2 separate regions of the Sus scrofa genome follow, and region 2 is linked to region 1. The links are chromatin contacts, called in public Hi-C maps. All regions are on one chromosome and are shown on one strand. The core of a region is the stretch at or near the end of the contact, and the rest is flanking DNA. Distances in the headings are between cores, read along the strand shown.

Region 1 (7,243 bases), core at 1,246-3,745:
AGGGACATCACTGGGATGTTAAAATAGCTCTGCCGCAGGCGGGGCTGGGTCAGCCACGCGCCGCTGCTGTGAGGTGGGGAGTCAGACACGAAGGATAGTCAGCTGCCAGGGTGGCCCCTCTGCATCTGACCTCCCCAGTGGGGCCGGGGTGCACAGGGAGGGGTGTGTGAAAAGACATGGAAACGGCCTTTTTGGCTCGTGAGACTGATCCCTTAGGTTGCGCTCGGGGGCCAATGACACTTGCTGTTTCAGAGCAGGTACATAATCACTTCAGGAGGTACGAGGTCGAATACCTACAGTTTGCTTTCCGTTGGATGAACAACCTGCTCATGCGGGAGCTCCCCCTTCGCTGCACCATCCGCCTGTGGGACACATACCAGGTAAGAGGAGACCCCCCACCACCACCCGCCCCTCCCTCGCCAGGCCGCCCGAGCGCCCAGCCCCGTGCAACGCAGGGCTCAGAAGTTCCCCCCTTCCTTCCTTCCCCTGTGTCTGCCATAGCCTCAGGCGTGGGGCGTCTGCACCTCACGGAAGGATTGGACCCGAGGGCGTGGAGCCAGCTCTGGGTCAGGACTTGCAGACCTGACTCTGTTTTTCCCTTCCCAGTCCGAACCAGAAGGGTTCTCCCACTTTCATCTCTACGTGTGTGCAGCTTTCTTGATCAAGTGGAGGAAAGAGATCTTGGACGAGGAGGACTTTCAGGTGAGTGGCCCGGACCTCAGCCTGGGCTGCAGGGGAGCGTCAGAGTGGGAGTTACCCGGCGAGTGGGGCCCTGTAGATAGAAGTACCTGGCTGGGAAGAGGAAGGGAGAAAGGACGCTCAGAAGAGGTTGCCCTCCCAGTTGGTAGGAGCCAGTGGGGCCCAGATAGTGCTGGGCGGGTCAAGAGACCTTCGGGTCATCGCCCACAAGACATCGTAGTTGAATGTCTGCCACGTTCTGGGCGCCGTTGCCGGAGTGAGATCCACTGGAAGTAAAACACACATCTCTTCTGTAGAGCTTCCATGCTAACTGGGGAGAGACTAGAGTAAACAGAAGCATGGTAAGTCGTAAGTTAAAAAGAATAGTAGAAGGCAATACATTTTTTTGGAAAAAAAGTAGAGCAGGATAAAGGGATTATGAGGTGGTCAGGAAGGGACAGGTCACAGTTCAAATAAAGCAGAGGCTGGATAAAGGAGGTGACACTTGGGAAAGGCTGGGGGCAGGTGAGGGTATGAGACATGTGGACACCTGGGGGAAAGCGTCCAGGCAGCAGGAAGCACCCTGCAAAGGTCGTAAGGTCACCATGTGCCTGGGCTTTGTGGAACCATGATGGTGGCCAGTGTGGCCTGGAGCAGAGTGGCCCAAGGGAAGAGTGGAAGAGGTGAGGCCAGAAGAGTCACAAGGGACCCAGATCATGAAGACCTCATAGCCAGAGTAAGGACTTGGGGTTTTCTCTGTGTGGAAGGGGAGCCGTGAGACATCTTGAGCAACGGAGGGGATGGTCTGCTGGGGTTTCAGAGGATGCTCTGGCTTCTGTGTAGCCTGCAGGTGTGGGCAAGGGTGGAGGCAGGGAGGCCATCCAGGAGGCCTCCAGGTGAGGCCTGAGGCTGGAGTGGGAGGGAGGTGTGACATGTGGCCTCATCTTGGATATGTTCTGTCAGTATAGCCAGCAGCGATTCCTGAGGAATTGGGTGTGGAGGATGACCAGGGACGAGTCAGGGTGACTTCAGTTTGTGAGAAGGCTGCAGGAGGAGCAGGTTAACGGACAGAGGTCAGGAGGTCATCTTGGGGTGTGTAGTATTTTAAATGCCATTAGACGTGGCTGGGTAGAATAAATCTTGAGTCTGGATTAAAAGTGAGAAGGCTGGGCTGGACATTTAGGTTTAGGAGCCTTCAGCTTGGGGGTCCTTGAAGCCAGGGTGAGCTCCTAAGGAGCTATGAGCGGACAGAGTGAGGAGGGCCCAAGGCACCCTCCGCACAGGAGGCCACGGAAGAGAGGCGAGGAGCAAGGTGGGTACGCCGCATCCTGGAAGCCTGGGGTGGGGACGGGAATGTGTCAGTGATGTGTCAGGTGGTGGGAGGCCCAGGAGAGGGGACGGGGAGTGGGGATTGAGAGAGACGGCAGGCGCCGAGGTCTGCAGAGAGAGGCCTGGGCGTGGTTCCTGGTCATGAGGACGGCAGTGGGCTCTGTGCTTTGCTGAACTGAGGGATGGTTTGTTTGTTTTAAGGGGCGTGTATTTGTTTTAAAAGTGGGAGCGGGGGAAGCCAGAGAAGGTGGATGCTTTTCTGAGTTCTGGCTATTACCCTGGGTGTTCTCTAGAGCAGCAGCACCCTGGGCAGACCCACTCTGTAATTGGTGCTTTCAGCTGATAGATGGAAAGGCAGGAAGGACTGACTTGCCCAAGGAAGGGCTTCAGAAGAAAGGGGCAAAGGGGGTCTCTGAGTAGGCGCTAGCTGTGGGGCCGAGGCTGCGGGCAGCGGGTAGAGAGCATTGGCTTCTGCCAGCCAGCAGAGTGTGTGATACCCTGGGACAGATGAGGACAAGGGGCTGGACTGGCCATGTGCATCGTGAGCTATCACTTTAGATAACATGGTTGAGGTGGAGCATGAGGTCTAATTGGTTTTCACGAGCCAGGCACAGAGGGCCTTGTCATGTGTAATAAAAGTGCCTCCCAGATTAGCTCAGGGAGGTGAAGGTGATTCCCAGGTGGCTTTAGCAATTCACAGTGTCAGCAGAGCATAGGACAATAGTCTGTGACTTTAGGAGTCTCTTTGTGGTACACTGGGTTAAGGATCGGGCATCGTCACTGCAGTGGCCCAGGTCTGATCCCTGGCCCGGGCGCAGCCAAAAACCAAAAACAAACAAAAAATAGTCTATGACTTTAAAACTTTGCTAGACATTGAGGTATTCTTTACTGGGTAGCATCTTTGATTATCCGATGGGATTTGAGGTCTTTCTGCAGCAACCCATAGAATAACAATGGGACTCTTTTCTCCCTTCAAGCCACATATTTTAAAGTTTCGTCTCGATTCCTTTTTTTTAACTTTTTATTTTGAAATAATTTTACACTTATAAAAATGTTAATATCAACTTAATATTTACATCTTTTTTTTTTTTTTTTTTTTCTGTCTTTTTGCCATTTCTTGGGCCGCTCCTGCGGCATATGGAGGTTCCCAGGCTAGGGATCGAATTGGAGCTGTAGCTGCCGGCTTGCACCAAAGCCACAGCAACGCGAGATCCGAGCCGCATCTGCGACCTACACCACAGCTCACGGCAACTCTGGATTGTTAACCCACTGAACAAGGGCAGGGACCGAACCCGCAACCTCATGGTTCCTAGTCAGATTCATTAACCACTGCGCCACAACGGGAACTCCAATATTTACATCTTAAACACCATGCTGCAATTAACCAACCAGGAATTTTGTTGTGATATAGTGTTATTCATTTACAGTCTTTGAGTTTTACCAGTTTCTCCATTAATGTCCTTTTTCTGGACCAGGCTTCTCATCTTTGTTCTCCATGACGAAGAAAATTTTCAAAATTTTTGAAGAGGTGGTTAATTAGCTTGTAGAATGTTCCTTACTTTGGAGTTGCCTTACTCGTGGTGCAGTTGAGGGTCATCCTTTTCTTTCTTTTTTTTTTTTTTTCTTTTTTTGTCTTTTGTCTTTTTTGTTGTTGTTGCTATTTCTTGGACCGCTCCCGAGGCATATGGAGGTTCCCAGGCTAGGGGTTGAGTCGGAGCTGTAGCCACCGGCCTATGCCAGAGCCACAGCAACGCAGGATCCGAGCCGCGTCTGCAACCTACACCACAGCTCACGGCAACACCGGATCGTTAACCCACTGAGCAAGGGCAGGGACCGAACCCGCAACCTCATGGTTCCTAGTCGGATTCGTTAACCACTTAACCACTGCGCCACGACAGGAACTCCCAGGGTCATCCTTTTCAAAGTGAAGAAACCACAGAGGTGATGTGCCATCCCGGAGACCGTCTTGTCCAGTCATCACTGCTGCCCTGACTGCTTGGTGTAGGCGGGTCTACCAGGCTTCTCCACTGTACAGTTGCTTTTTAACCCTAGGTAATTAATAAGTATCTTCAGGCGTTCCCATCATGGCTCAGCGGTTAGCAAGCCCGACTAGCATCCATGAGGACACGGGTTTGATCCCTGGCCTCACTCAGTGGGTTAAGGATCTGGTGTTGCTGTGGCATAGGCCAGCAGCTGCAGTTCCAATTGGACCCCTAGACTGGGAACCTCCAAATGTCATGGGTGTGGCGCTAAAAGGCAAAAAGACAAAAGAATGAAATAAGTATTTTCTGGGGAGACACTGAAATTTCTTTGTATTTATTTATGTATTTATTGGCCGAGCTTGCAGAATGTTAAAGTTCCTGGGCCAGTGATCCAACCCAAGCCACAGCAGTGACAATGCCGAATCTTTAACCACTAGGTCATTAGGCAACTCCAACACCGTCATTATTTATTTTTTTCTGTTCACATTGTCCCAGCTTTGGCCCTTGGGTGCTCCTGTAAGTCGACTCCTTTGACTCCATTATCTTTAAAGCATTTCTTTACTTTCTGACACCACAAAATGATCCCAGCTTATCTTTTTTTTTTTGCCCCAACGTTGGAATCAACCACTTCCCCAAGGATCCCCAGTTAAGCTAGTTTTTTGCCACTAAAATATATTTAAAGGTGTCATGATGATTTTGGAAATAAGGTTGTAAGACAGCATTTGCATGAAGTTCAAAAAGAGACGAAATTAATTGAGGGTTTAGGTCAGGTCAGCGGTTGCAAAGAGAGTATCGACTGGGGAGGGATGTGAGTCTTTTGGGCACAGGAAATGTTCTCCATCTTGGTCTGGGTGGTGGTTACTTATGTAGAAAGTCATCCCGCTGTACACTTTCGATTTGTGTACCTGTATGCAAGTTATGCCACATTAAAAGTAATTTAAAGAAACGACAGGAGAGCTCTTGATAGGAGAAGAGCACGTAGTTCACTTTGTCATGAGGCCACTGATGGTGGGACGGGGAGTCCCCGCTGTCCAGTGGTTAGGACTCGGCACTCTGACCGCTTCGGCCTGGGGTCAATCCCTGGTCTGGGAACTGAGATCCCACATCAAGCCACTGCACACCACGGCCAAAAAGAAAGAATAATTTATGTTAAAGAAAAGAAAAATTTAGAACAAAGTAACCCACAGGAAGCCTGAAAACTGTTCAACTATGACATAATAGATCGAGGAAATTATTACCTCCGTTTCACAGTAAAATTAATCAGTTCTTCCAGATTTCCTTCAAACAGCCTTTTCTGTGATTTCTCTTGTTTTCATTCCTTCTCCATCATGCTCTGCTTCTCTCCTTGTTACTTGAGACAAGCAGGCCGTAGTACAGTGGTTATGAACAGAAGCCCGGGTTCACGTCCCACCCAAGCACTACTCTGTGACCTTGGGCAAGTTCCTTAACCTCTGTGCCTCCAGTTCCTCATCTGTAAAATGGAGATAATAATTTCCTAGATACATTATTTTATGTAAGTCAGAATAGCCACCTAAGTAAATGCCTGGTCACCTACAGCTTGAGAAGTCCCCTTGGGAAAAGAACAAGGGACCTCACAGAGATGTCTGGGTAGGTGCCAGGAAGCCCTCAGATGGCTCAGAAGTGATGTTGAGAAGCTCTGTACAGGGAACTCCAAGACTGATATTCAAAGTTCCTTTAAATACATAAAAAGGGCACTGAACTGGCAAGGGAGTTGGTAGGACCAGCTGATGCTCTAAACCAGAGTAGCACCTGGTGTCAGAATCCTTTGCTTTCATCTTGTAGAAGAAAACCTTGGCGAGATTTCCTGTCACCCTGAAAGTGACTTTTGTGGAGACAGGTCAGAGTTAGTCAATGAAATAGCACTAAGCCTAGGGGATGTTCCAGGCCTAAATAACAAACCGAATGTAAATAAATCCCCTGAGCCAGATGGCTTCCACCCACCACTTGTGCAGGAACTCAAGCCTAGGATTGTGGAACGTTGCCCAAACGTAGGCCCCATCTTCACAGGGATCCAGTAAATTGCCAGCTTGAGTCCTGTCCTGAAGAAGGGTTCAGAGGCAACCCTGGGAACTAGAGATCTTCCACGATGAGCAAGCTGGCAGGGGTGCAGCTCTGCAACACGTAAACAAAACAGGGGAAACTTGCTAAACCTATGAGGTGTGTGGACTCCAGGGGCCTATGAATAAGTTTGACTCTGAGAAAATTTACATACAAGGACATGTTTTTGAAAGTAATTGAAACCAAGGGAAGTGTTTTGCTACCTCGCTGATTCTCAAAACAAGAGAAATTTATTTCAAAATACTTATTTGAGGGAGTTCCTGTTGTGGCTTAGTGATAATAAACCTGACTAGTATCCACGAGGACGCAGATTCGATCCCCAGCCTCACTCAGTGGGTTAAGGACCCAGCATTGCTGTGAGCTGTGTAGGCCGGCAGCTACAGCTCCGATTTGACCCCTCTAGCCTGAGAACTTCCATATGCTGCTAGTGCAGCCCTAAAAAGACAAAAAAGAAAAAAGAAAAAAAAAAAAAAAAAAAAACGCCTTATTTGACTAGGAAAGTATTTTTACATGTCTGAGTACACTACTTTTGCAAAGAATGTTCTGGTATTGCTAGGTGATTCTGCACACAGTATAAATGTTTAATAGTATATAATGTGAACTTTTAAGTTCCTTTACTATTAATTATTACACGTGCTATGTTTTTTGTTTTTTGTTTTTTGCTTTTTAGGGCCGCTCCCATGGCCTGTGAAAGTTCCCAGGCTATGGGTCGCATCAGAGCTACAGCTGCCGGCCTACACCACAGCCACAGCAACGTGGGATCTGAGCCAAGTCTGTGATCTACACCACAGCTCACGGAAATGCCAGATCCTTAACCTCCTCAGCGAGCCAGGGATGGAACCCACAACCTTGTAGTTCCTGGTTGGATTTGTTTCTGCTGCGCCACACGGGAACTCCTACACGTGCTATGTTTGATTGTTCTTGGCCCTTATCCAAGTAGAATTAATCAGCTTTTCCAGACTTCCTTATGACTTCTCTTTTCATTTCTTCTCCATCACACCCCGCTTCTCTTCTTACTCCAGGCATGCGGTATATAGTTTAGTGGTTGTGAGCAGAAACTGTAGAACATGATTGCCTGGGTTCACATCTCAACCCAGCACTGCTCTGTGACTCCAGGCAAGTCCCTTGACCTCTGTGCCTCAGTTTCCTTGTCTGTAAAGTGGAGGTAATAATGT
Region 2 (7,243 bases), core at 3,245-5,744, 350 kb after region 1:
ACTGACAGGTCTGAGGGCTCAGTCAATACCTGGAGACGTGTGTAGGAGATAAAGTCGGCCGAGAAAGCAGAACGGACCACTGTTTACCACTATGTAAAAATATATTGACAAGTATGGGCTGGGAATTTCGAATGAATGGTGAATGTTTGATGGTCACTGGGTTCCTTTTTTTTTCCTATGAGGTTGTTTAAGTGGATAATAATAACAATAACAACCCTGAAAGCAAAATCAATCTTGTGGCTTGAGAGCAGGTGGGGCCTCAGACCCCAGGACAGAAGGGCAGGGGAGGGAGGATGGTGTTCCTGCAGAGCCAACTGTCACCAGTCTGGTGAGGCAACATCTGGTCCCTCAGCCCAGGCCACTCTGGGATCCTGGGCATCCTTCCGCCCAGCCATGAGGTGGAATTATAGGTGTCATAATCTGACTGCTTGAAATCTCTCTCTTTTTTTCCCCTTTTTTGGTGGCGCCACAGCATATGGAGTTCGCAGGCTAGGGATGAGATCTGAGCTGCAGTTGTAGCCTATGCCCACCAGCTGCAGCAATGCTGGATCCTTAACCCACAGTGCTAGGCCGGGGACTGAACCTGTGTCTGAGTGCTCTGGAGATGCTGCTGATTCTGATGCACCATAGCGGGAACTCTTTGACTGCTTGAAACCTCTTTTTTTTTTTTTTTTTTTTTGGTCTTTTTTGCCTTTTCTAGGGCCGCTCCCGTGGCATATGGAGGTTCCCAGCCTAGGGGTCTAATCAGAGCTGTAGCGGCCAGCCCATGCCAGAGCCACAGCAACGTGGGATCCGAGCCACGTCTGAAACATACACCACAGCTCACGGTAACACCAGATCCTTAACCCACTGAGCAAGGCCAGGGATTGAACCCAGAACCTCATGGTTCCTAGTCAGATTCATTAACCACTGTGCCACAACGGGAACTCCTGCTTGAAAGCTCTTAAAGCAGCCCTCGTCCAGTTCTTCCAGGCTGGACCTTCACCCCAGCTCAGAAGGTGGGAGGAGAATGAACTCTGAAGGGTTAAAAACCAGGGAGCAAAGTTCCCTGGCAGCCAAGAGGGTTAAGGATCAGGTGTTGTCCCTGCTACAGCCGGGTTACTGTTATGGTGCAGGTTTGATCCCTGGCCTGGGAACTTCCACATGCCTCAGGTAAAGCCAAAAGAAAACCCAAACAAACCTGGGAGCAGAGATGCAAGGGGCATTAGCGTTCTGCCTCTCTCGACGACCCCTGACCTCGGGAGGGTGGCACGTACTGCCCCTCAACGTCCCCAGTGCCTGAGAGCCATTCCTCACCCGCCATCAGTGAAAACACACCATTAGCCAGAAACCGGGGATTCACCTCCGACCTCTCTCCTCCACACCCCATGCCCAATCTACCAGCTCGACCTTCGGAACTGATTCCTAATCTGACTCCTGCAACACCAACCTGGTCCTAGCCACCACCACCGTCTCCGGCCTGGATCTTTACCGCAGCCTCCATCCGGAGGTCTACCCTGCTTCCTCCCTTGTTTGGTACAGTCTGTTCTCCACAAGCAGCCAGAGGGATCCCTACAACAATAAGTCAGCTCTCAATCCTCCTCCGCTCAAAATCCTACTGTGGCTCCCATCCCACTTCAAGTCAAAGGCATAGCTTTTCTCAACCGCCTGCCATGCCTTGCATCTGCTGCCATCCCCACCTCCGGTTGGGCTGTAGCCGTGCTGCTTTCCTGTGGCCCTTCAAGCAGGCCAAGCCTACTTCCACCTCAGGACCTTTGCACTTGCAGCTCCCTCTGCTGGACTGCTCTTCCCCAGACGTCCAGAGCTCACACCGTTGTTGCTTCCTTCAGCTCTTTTTTTTTTTTTTTTGTCTTTTTGTTGTTGCTATTTCTTGGGCCGCTCCCGCGGCATATGGAGGTTCCCAGGCTAGGGGTCTAATAGGAGCTGTAGCCACCGGTCTACGCCAGAGCCATAGCAATGCGGGATCCAAGCCGCATGTGTGACCTACACCACAGCTCACGGCACCGCCGGATCCTTAACCCACCAAGCAAGGCCAGGGATCGAACCCGCAACTTCATGGTTCCTAGTCAGATTGGTTAACCACTGCACCACGACAGGAACTCCTGTTCATTCTCCTTCTGTGTCCCTTCTGAAAGGAGAACACCCCTGGGAGGGAAAGCACGTTAAATTCCTGAAAGGGATGAACAATCCTTTTTTTTTTCAAGAGTCAATTCTGGAGGCATAAAGTTGGAGAACATATTTTCTTTACCATCCGGTATATTTATAAACCAGGAAATGGAAATGTAATACCTGCCCCCCCCACCTTAAGTATTCTCATTATTTTTTTTTCTCCATCATTGAAGGATTTCTCACCTTTTTTGGCTAAAATTTTAGAAACCACATAAGTGGCATGCACCGTAGGATCTGATTATAATGCTGAGCCTCTGCACAACCTGTAAATGACTTGAAACCCAGTAGGCTAGGGGAGAAAAAGTGAAGGACCTGTAGATGGGGGAGGCCAATTGGCCCAGAGTTCAATCACAGCAAGGGACAGAAAAATCATTGCCATTAGGAGGCTCCTAGGGGCTGAGGACAGAGGAGGGGGAGTTGCCTCTTAGGAGGAAGGTGAGTTCTGGAACGGGCAGCGACGGGAGGAGCAGTAAAGGGCTGGGTGCAAAACACACCTATCTCCCAACTGGTAAAATAGCTCAAAGGGAACTTTTTTTTTAGGGCTGCACCCTAGGCATATGAAAGTTCCCAGGCCAGGAGTCAAACCATAACTTCAGCTGCCAGCCTACACCACAGCTACAGCAATACCAGAACCAAGCCGTTTGCAATGTACACTGACGCTCAGGGCAACATCAGATCCTTAACCCACTGAGTGGTGCCTTGCCACAGCCCCCTGAGGAAGGCGCTGGTTTTTTTTTTTTCTTTTTAGGGCCATACCTGTAGCATATGGAAGTTACCAGGCTAGGGGTCAAATTGGAGCTGCAGCTGCCGGCCTACACCACAGCCACAGCAATGCGGGATCTGAGCCTCATCTGCGACCTATATCACAGCTCACAGCAACGCTAGATCCTTAACCTCCTGAGCAAGTTGGAGCTCACGCTTGTCCTAAGCAGGAAGTCTCTCTTGAGCACCTATGATAACAAGGGCCCTGGCTGACATGTATTAAGTACCAGCTACTCGCTAGGCAGTGTGCTAACGCCACCAAGCCCCCCGCTTTTGCAGGGCCCAGGCTTCTTCCTGCGCCTCACTAAGGATCTGGTGTTGATGGAATCAGCATCCTCATGGATACTAGTCAGGTTCGTTACCGCTGAGCCACCATGGGAACTCCAAGGAAGGTGCTATTATTATCACCATCTTGTGCCTGGGGAAACTCAGGCACAGAGTACAACCTGCCCAGATTACACAACCAAAGAGCAGCTGAGGCAGGACTCGAACCCTGATCTATTTCAGAAGCCTCTGATCCGAGCCTTCAGGCCACGCTGCCTCCCTACACTCCCGCCTGAGTGAGAAAGATGACTATTCATGGACTCTGATATATTTAGTTGCTTGCTTCTGAAATTAGACCTTGGCGGTGTCATGGAGCCTGGCAGTCATGTGCGACAGCTGACCTCAGAGCTGCTAGTCATTGACACCTCAGTGTGAAGAACTTCTCCAGTTACTCTGCTCCCTGGGGGCGCTGAGGCAGGAGGGAATGGAAATGGTGGAGGGCAGGGGCCTGGGGTGGGGGAGCTGCAGGACCACTTGGCTGACCCTTCCCAGAATCCTCCTCTCTGGTTGCCATGGAGCCACTTCTGCAGAGGCTGGGGCCCTTGGCGGGGCGGGGAAGGCGAGGTGGGGCAGAGAGGAGTGACCCAGAAGAAAGGCAGCTAGCCTGTTTGTGAAGTCCCTCTGGAAAAGGGGGGCTGCAGAGGCACCCATCCTGAGCCCCTCGATCACTAGGGCCACCCTCAAGTGGGAAGAGAGAAGGGACTCCCAGGAGAAACTGAGAAACACTGAGCAGAGGTGGGTGCAGGAGGTGACGGAAGCATGCAGAAGATGCGGGAAAGTGAGGTGCAGGAAGAAGCCTGGGCCCTGCAAAAGCTGGGGGCTTGGCGGCGTTAGCACAGTGCCCAGCAAGTGGCTGGTACTTAATACATGTCAGCCAGGGCCCTTGTTATCATAGGTGCTCGAGAGACTTCCTGGTTAGGACAAGCGTGAACTCCAATTTGCTCAGACCTGGAGTGAGGCATGAACACCGCAGATGTGCTCAGGGATCCCTCTGAGGGCCCCTCTGCCCTGCAAGGGGCCTTTCCAAGGTGCCAGTGCCCCTCCGAGCCTGAGCAGCTCTGTTCCTCCGAGGCTGGCTGGGCAGGACTTCGGGAGAAGAAGCATCCCAGCCACTCAGCCCAGCTGGGGCCACTGTGTCCGTGCGCCCAGCCCAGCCCCCACCCTGGCACGGGCACAGCGGGTGAGCGCACGCCTGGCACAGACCCCAGTGCCTGGGAAGAGAGGCTCCAAGCGGGCGGCTTTGTATTTTGTAAAAACCAAACCCACAACTGAGCTCTCCAGCCAAGCGGGGCCTGCTGGGAAGGCTGGCGGGTCTCTCTTCCCGTCCCCCGGCTGGGGCCCACCCTCCCTTCCTCACCCCCACCCCAGGAACCATGGGGAGCACCAGCTGCCACCCGGACTGGCATGGGGGGCAGAGGGGGTGGCCTGGGCCCAGCTCTGGCCGTGCCAGGGCTCATCCCCCCACCCTGACCCCTTTCCTGCCTGGAATAAATTGGAATACAAATCAGAGGGAAACGCTTTCCTCTGTTTGAACAAATTGCTATGGATTCCTCCCTGTCTCAGGTCAGGGCTTGCGATGGGGGATATTTTCACTCGCCGACTGCTAATAGACTCAGGAGAAGCTGCTGGATCGATGGAGGCCGGGAAAATTAGCCAGGAGCTTCAGGCCAGCCTCGGCCTGTCCCTGCCCCCACTTCAGGTCTCCTAGAGGGGGCGGGGGCAGCTATAACCCAGGCTGGACAGAAGCGCTCGGGTGATGGTCCTAAGTGCTGGATGCCCGTTCCTGCCCCCAGCTGGGAAACAAGGCAAGGACGACCAGGGGCTTCCCGGAGGAGCAGTGGGATAAAGGTGGACCCGAGAAGTCCCCAAGGAGGTCTGCAGTCCCCCGCCACATACACACATGACTCCCTGCACGTAAACACACGGTCTGTGTGCATTGTCACACGCACCCACACCTTCAGCACACACACGCCCACGTGTATCTATGAGTGCACGAAAAGTACTGATGAAGCGTCTGTGCCCAGGGCAGGGAGGGCTTGGGCAATGTATTCAGCTCCTGTTGAGGAGCCTGGTGAGAGCAGTTTATCTCATGTCACTGGTTCTGTGCGTGCACACGCGCACACACACACACACACACACACACACACACACAATGATCTCCACCAGCAGCCAGGGCTCCCCACCAATCACTCCTTTCACCCCTCAGCCTGGTTCTATAATCCTGCAGGGGGGCCTGGAGGAGCTACAGCCTTCACTGGCCTCAGCTCCAAGGAAATGAGGGGAGGAGACTGGCCAGGGGGGGAAGCAGCCCACACTCAGCCTGGGCAGCCTCAGAGCCCCCTGCTCCCTCAGCTCCTGTGAAAGCGAGGGAGTGAGCCAGGCCGGTGTCGGTGTCAAGCTGCTTCAGGCACATAAGGGCATCCCTTGGTGTGGAGCCCTCCCGCTGTACCAGTGGGCAATGCCTGGGGCCATGGCTGCAGGGGAGCCGGGGAGAAGCAGGAGGGACGGGGAGAACTCGCTGCAGCCTCTTGAATGCCCCAGAAGGTGGGGTGGTTTGATCTAGAGAAAGCCTCTCATGTCTCCTGCCTGCTGGCCTTGGCACGTGAAGCCACATGTATGCACGTGTGCATAAACACCACACACACACACACACTCCCTTCAGTAACCTAAAGCCCAGATCTGACTTGGAAGATAGATGTGAGAGAGAAGGTGTGTTCACTGGCAGGTAGAGGTTGGTGTGGTCCTTGGTTGTGCCCACAGCATATGGAAGTTCCCAGGCCAGGGACCAAACCCATGTCACAGCAGCGACCTAAGCCACTGCAGTGACGATGCTGGATCTTCAACCCACTGTGCCTCAAGGGAACTCCCATCTGACCACTGGTTTCTGCCTCTTAAACTGAGCAGCCAGGGGCCAGGGGACCCCCAGGCCTGTTACCTCTGACCTTCCAGGATTCCAAGCTGGGCTCCTTCTTTGCTGTGTGGCCTCTTTCTACCTCAGATTTCTCTTCTGTCAAATGATTTGTTTTGCCCTAAGATCCCTCCAGGCTCTGATTCCACAAGCCTGTGATTCTAGACCATCTCTTTGTCTTGCTCTAGGCTGACTCCTTAGGAACTAGAACAGTGTCAGGAGCATAGGAGGTGCTCAGTAAATATTTACTTAATTAATTAATCTCAGGTCCCAGTTGGTAGTGAAAAGACAGAAATTCACAACAGGAGGGAGGTGCTGTTCTGATCCTGACCCAGAAGGCACAGGGATCTTCAGGGAGGCAGGCTGGCCTGATCATGGCCCACAGGAGAAGGAAGGGACAGAATGCAACAGACCTCGTTACCTGCAGAGAATCCTGCCTGCAGAGAGAAGGGGCGATCTTCTGCTCTCAGAGCTTGTCCCCATCTCTTTCTTAGTTTTGAATTCAGCAGGTAGGGAGCTAACGTTCGTGCCTCTCATGCAATGTCCAAAGGACCTGGAGACTCGGAGTTGTCCTCAGTGACCCCCAACCCTGCCCTTCCCAGCTGTGAGGCCTCCCTGGATCCTCTCAGGAGAGGATCTTGGGGAAATGGATGTGCTGGGGCTCCAATCCCAGAATCCAAGGAGGCAAATGAGCAGCTCACAGGGCTGGTGGCTGCAGGGGAGAGTTTTCAGCCTGGAATCAGGGCTGATTCATACACGCATTTCAGAAGACAAGACCTAAGAACAAAGAGTCCAGCAGAGCAGGCTGGATCTGAAAAAGCAAGACCGATGGCTCAGGCAGGAGGTAGTACAGGCTGGCGGTGCCCCCTACTCCCTCCCTACCCCCCAACCACTTCAGGGCATACCTGCCAGCACCTTCCTCTCTCTGCCTGAAGCTGGCTCTGGCCCCTAGAGCTCGCGCTGCCTGTGTGTGCTCCTGTGTGTGCTGCCTGTGTGTGTGGAGGGCTGAGTACCAGGAAATTAACACCCCCTGGGGCAGCCCTCAACCAGTGACAGATGAGACATAGTGTATACATGCCC

Evidence for each region. A called contact is a pair of places that touch in the nucleus more often than the background predicts.
Region 2: a Hi-C map of heart right ventricle shows a contact between it and region 1, with 5 times the contacts expected there. The contact joins two enhancer-like sites. A contact is called at or near these places in 1 of 5 promoter capture datasets (liver) and 14 of 47 Hi-C or Micro-C datasets (alveolar macrophages, embryonic fibroblasts, fetal liver and 9 more).

What each region holds. Positions count from the first base shown.
Region 1 is chr7:32,897,091-32,904,333 of Sscrofa11.1, forward strand. It overlaps TBC1D22B (TBC1 domain family member 22B), which reads left to right. Exons shown (of 13, transcript XM_003128372.4): 11 at 253-380; 12 at 607-702. Among named protein-coding and RNA genes, the nearest start is that of RNF8, 31 kb to the right of the region's middle. Within about 2 kb of position 2,496, at least 1 of the 83 cell types and tissues checked has an H3K27ac peak or open chromatin away from gene starts, as enhancers often do.
Region 2 is chr7:33,248,382-33,255,624 of Sscrofa11.1, forward strand. The region is part of intron 1 of MDGA1 (MAM domain-containing glycosylphosphatidylinositol anchor protein 1); the gene reads right to left. Among named protein-coding and RNA genes, the nearest start is that of MDGA1, 17 kb to the right of the region's middle. Within about 2 kb of position 4,495, at least 20 of the 83 cell types and tissues checked have an H3K27ac peak or open chromatin away from gene starts, as enhancers often do.